Regions from separate parts of the Danio rerio genome. Here region 2 is linked to region 1. The links are chromatin contacts, called in public HiCAR-type maps. All regions are on one chromosome and are shown on one strand. Each heading gives the region's core, a stretch centred on a gene start, on an enhancer-like site or on the middle of the called end of the contact. The rest is flanking DNA. Distances are from core to core; before and after follow the strand shown.

Region 1 (2,816 bases), core at 171-2,670:
AATTCCAGCCCCGGGACCCAGCAGTCCTACAGCATTATGCACCCTTCGTATCTGTATTTATTTATTTATTTAGCTGTCTTTTCTTATATCACTGAATCTTGCTTTTTACATTTTGATATTAACACAATCTGTACATTTTAAAAGATTTGTTAGCCAAAAATAAACCACAAAAATCTTAACTCAAAAATTAAAAAATAATGAATAAACTATTTGATCAAAGATTTGCACGGATGTGATAATTAAGGTAAAATTGTAATTGTTAGACCCTTATTATATAAAATATGATAGAAAATGACATTATATACAATTTATAGAAACTTCTACTTCTTTTATTGTAGGCTCCCAAATTTCATAAGGGCCTTAAATGGCTGCTTACCTCACGTATTGGTTAAATTCGTCCCTGTTGAATAGTTAATATTATATTATACAGACAGACCTACTAATAAGAGGATTATGCAATCTGCTGATGTTCTGTGCTATGTAGAAAAATAACATAATTATTTTGCAAGAATTTAGTAGTTTTAGTTGGCCAAGAATGCATTACTCTGTATTTAATAGATTACAGTTACTTTTGGATTATGGATTACAGAAATAGAAATTATTCACACAATTCCTCTAAGTAATTCATAATTTATTAACTTTCCCTAATTTCTTTATAATTTAATTAAATATTCCTTAAAGAATTATACATATTACTATATTGTTTAGCTTTTTTAAGTAGTCAAAATACAGAATTTCCATGTACATTCAATTTAAATTAATTTGTGATCAACCCCCTCTGAATTTAGTAACAAAATTAAAATTATATATATATATATATATATATATATATATATATATATATATATATATATATATATATATATATATATATATATATGTATCTTATCTTCTATGTTACTAACATTTTCTATGTATTTTGCAATCAGTAACAAAATAATATGTCTAAATAATTTACTCCAATATATAATGCTACCATGTTATTTCTTTATTGTCGTAATTACCAAGTCCTAAAACTCAGCAGTATAATGCTACTTTTTATAAGTTATTTATTTATTACTAGTATTATTATTAATGCTAGATATTACTTCTAAATCCTCAGTTTTAATTTGATATCAAAACAGAACTGGGTTGATTATTATAAGAACTGGGAGTTTAATGCCCCTGAAACGTTTGCAAATGGCTGATTATGCTCATCAGCAGTGCACTAAAACTGCAGTAAATATTTGCTTAAAGATTTTGCTTATTTGCTAAATTTGAGTAAACTGCGATATATTAACATAAAGTACACCTATAGCAATACATTTTAAACAAATAAGTTTTATTACTCTCAGTTCTCCTTTGAACTCGCTTTTCTGATCTAATTACTATTACATACGGAACCATTGTTCATCGCTTACGCTAACCGGGGAACGTTTAACCTGCCGCACCTCTGGCGGGGCGTATGACTGTGTTGTGTCCAGTAAACGGGAGCTTTCCATAAATCGTATGTTTTAGTTTTTAACAACTTTAAATGTGCTGAATTCTTTCGCCGCCTCGCATCCACGCACTTTATCACTCGAAAAGGATACAGTCGACGATCTGAAGATGAAGAAAGAAACGGTGGGGAAGACGCGTCACGTCGTGCCCTGGATGAACAAAGCGGAGTACGAGCATGTGCTGGAGTATTTGTACTCGAAAGAGCCCGCGCTGCAGAAACACGCGCTGCACAGGATCTCCGCGTGGAAGGGCAGGTACAATGTGTGTGTGTGTGTTTGGTCCGAGCGAGTGAATGATCTCTGATGTCCCGCTACAATGTTGCAGATGTTGTGGCTGCTCTTTGGTTGGTCACGTGACGTCTGATGCTGCTTCATCTCTTGTGTTTTGCTGACGGACGGTCCTGCTCTGTGGATGGGCTAAAGTGAATTTCTCTGTAAATAATGCCCTAATGCAAAAAATTGTTAGAGTTTCAACTACGTATTGCTATGGCTTAATACAAACCCTGTTATCTAGCTAGCTGTTTGGTCTTCTTGGCCATTGTTTTTAAAAGAATTATTCTGAAAGGGATAGTTTACCCAACGCTGAAAATCATGTAATCATTTAGCAATACTCACACGTTTCATAAAGCTTTTGAACCTGGTAACAATTGACTACCATAGTAGGAAAACAAATACTAGGATGTCAATTAGGGCTGCACTATATTGGAAAAATCTAACATATCAATATATTATGTTACGATTATATATATTTTGATTATATATTGCAATATGATTACAATATAACTGGAGTTGTTAAATAACTATTTGAAAAGAATTCATCGTTTTAGATTGATTGAGATGATTCGGAGAGCGTGTATGCATAAAATATTAGAAACAACCTACAAGCATAGACACATTCAATAATGAAAAAGGTACAACTTAAATAAACAGCGTTTGATTGTTTTCCGAGGAGTCAAACTGTATTCAGGTATACAGTAGTTGAATAATCAAATGTAAAATAATACTACATAGTCTTTGATTGTTAAATAATTAAATTTGGTACATTTTCTTAGGCCTGGATGCTTTAAAAACCATCACAAGCCTCAAAAAACTATTTTATTATTATTATTATTATTATTATATTACATATTTTATTATATTATATAATTTTAATCTAGACTCAGTATTGAGTATGGTAAATGATCACATTGCGAAATCGTAGCTGTAATGATATACTGTGCAGCCCTTATGTCAATGGATAAGTTTCTAACATTCGTCAAAATATTTTATACATTCAACAGACAAAACCCATAAAGTTTTGGAACAACTTGAGGGTGAGGAAGTAGTGAGTATATTTTT
Region 2 (2,816 bases), core at 113-2,612, 250 kb before region 1:
CAGGAGACACCGAACACTGACAGATGACCCCAGTTTCACCTCAATACTCTGAGCTTCAGGGACAGCAAGATGAAACTCTTCTGTGAAGGCAGAGAGAAACACACGGACATTTGATTTTCTGTAGTAACATATTTTAGTGCTAATGAAGTATTCAGCAAGATTTTGAAGACTTACTGTTGCTTGTAGTTGCCATTATTTATCCTGCAAGTGTAGACAAAAACATTCAGTCAGAGAAATGAATAGGTTGCATCTAACCAGCCAAAACCAAGCCATTATAAAAAATACTTATAGTTCAACCAAAAGAGAAAATTATGTCATCATTTACTCATCATTTACTTGTTCCAAACCAGAAGATATTTGGAAGAAAGCTGGAAACCTGTAACCATTGACTTCCATAATATTAGGCTTTCCTACTATAACAGTCAATGGTTGCAGGTTTTCAGCATTCTTCAAAATATCTTCTTTTATGTTTTACAAAACAAATGACTCATAAACACTTGGAACCACATGACGCTTTTATTTATAAGTAAATTTTATTTTTGTGTGAACTATCCCTTTAATATTTCAATATTTTCTGATTGACTTTGTTTGCATAAATAATATAAGTACAAATGAATTTGATTTACCGTTTACAGTAAGTTTTTGCTTTTGTATTTGTACTATGTTTTGTCAAGTGCAGTGTGGTGAAATGTTTGTCATTGTCACTCAACAGCGGCCAGGTTGCATAAACTGCTTAGACTAGTCTTACAAGTTAATCATCATTTTTTACCCTTTAGGTCATACTGTATGTTTTTAAAGTCAGACATATAAAACGACTGTAGGTTTAACCAAAAAGTAAGACTTTGAGCTGGTTAAACTATAACATGGATATAGATAGACTGACCACTGGGTTTTATGATCATTTATGACAGAATGTTTGTTTCATGAATCATCTGCACTTTTTCTTTCTCAAAAGAACACCTAATTTTAGACATCATGCTATAATAAAAGACTTACATTTGAAGACTTCTTTACAGCATTATTTCATGTACAGAAACCGAATGTGTGAATAATCAAATATCTTTTGTTACTTTACCTTTTCTGTCAAATGATTCCAGTCTGAACTGAAGAATGTGCAGAGAGCCTGAAGCACATACAAATCTGTATATGTGAATTGTTGCAAGCATTCGGAGTACTCTTTACCTGTCATGTGACCGCCTGTAAATACTGTCACACTGGTTGTAAGAATTCAAATCTCTTTCACTTTTAAGTTCCCCTACTGTAGTTTCACTTATTAACTTACAGAACAAACAACACTCAGTTTCTCCTGCTTACAAGTTTAGATGTCTGCTTGTGTCTAATTGTTAGACTTCAGTTTCCTTCTTCTAATATACAGTAGCATTTGGTATTAACAAATTCAAAGTTTACTCCATCCAACATCTCTTTTGTAACTAAATTTTCATAACCTAAAAAATGTGAACACTGCTAAAAACGCAGCAAGGCACATTTCTTCAACCACCAGTGACAGTCAATTAAACATTAATTATATGTTTCAGCTATTGTTTGGATCAGATGAGATGCACAGGTAAAATAATCTTATTTGTGTAACAACTGAAGTTACAGTTGATGGTGGAATTCATCAATCTGATTATCTTAACTGCACAGGTCAAACCGGTCAAACATGCTTGTTTTTTGTGTGTTATAGTGTCTCTAAGCTAACAAAATGCATCAAAAAGTTTGTGGCAAGTTGCATTATTTCCATTTTGTTTATATGTAATTCAAAACAAATGCCGAAATTGTGTGTGTGTGTGTGTGTGTGTGTGTGTGTGTGTGTGTGTGTGTGTGTGTGTGTGTGTGTGTGTGTGTGTGTGTGTGTGTGTGTGTGTGTGTGTATGTTTGTGTGTGTATGTGTGTGTTTGTTTTAATAGCTTCCCTCCTATGTGTTTTTACATGAAAATAATACTATAGTACTGTAAATTATAGTAAATACTATACTTTGACCATACTATAGAAAAGAACCTGAAATAATCTGCTGTGGTAACTCTTACTGAGTAAGACAACAACAGTTATGGTAATATAAACAAATACTGTAAGTTTTCCACAACTATATTATGCTAGAATACACTACAGTATAGAGTAGTAAAACCTACTACAGTATTTTATTTTAAATTTCTTTTATTAGGCTTTTCACATGGAATATCAATTACAACATTCATCTCATAATTACCTTTACATGTTGTTGTTAACACTACCCTAAATAATCACTTTCCTCCCTCAACAGCTTCTACCTACCCATTGAAAAACTAAATAAATTAATTAATTAACAATAATAAAAATATTTGGTATTTTATTTTAAAATACATTTCAATAAACTATTGCCCATCCCTGGTTGTATGTAGCATAAATAAATACATTGTTGTAATACTATTGTACAGTACACAGGGTATAATACACTTTACTGTAGTGTGTTTCAAAAGCATTGCAATGGTTGATTTGTTTTGTATCTAGATATTATTGAAATAAGACATCATGCAGAACCTAATAAAAAAAGAATTATGCATAAAACAGATTTTTTTTTTAAATACACACTAACATTTATACTGGTAGGTGCATAAATCTGGTACTGTTGCATAAAGACAAAGTAAAAAGAAATCTGTCACTCATCCACTACTTGTTTCAAAGTTTGAGTTTTTTTTTTATTTTTATTTTTTACTTTTTTAATTTAAACACAAAAGAAGATATTTTGTAGAATGTTGAAAACCTATAACAATTGACTTAATGATAAATGATCATTTTCATTTTGAGGAAAATTATCACTTTAATCCCAAGAATTCCAA

The links. HiCAR-type assays count read pairs that join an accessible place to other places.
Region 2: a contact with region 1 is called in a HiCAR-type map of caudal fin, with 7 times the contacts expected there. The contact joins the promoter of LOC101884777 here to the promoter of las1l in region 1. A contact is called at or near these places in 2 of 4 datasets of contacts at active chromatin or transcription factors (caudal fin and embryo).

What each region holds. Positions count from the first base shown.
Region 1 is chr5:22,848,024-22,850,839 of GRCz12tu, reverse strand. las1l (LAS1 like ribosome biogenesis factor) reads left to right here and starts at 1,420. Exons shown (of 13, transcript NM_001126400.1): 1 at 1,420-1,733. The coding sequence starts at 1,588.
Region 2 is chr5:23,093,320-23,096,135 of GRCz12tu, reverse strand. It overlaps LOC101884777, which reads right to left and starts at 1,362. Exons shown (of 7, transcript XM_073952117.1): 1 at 1,076-1,362; 2 at 175-201; 3 at 1-80. The coding sequence starts at 193.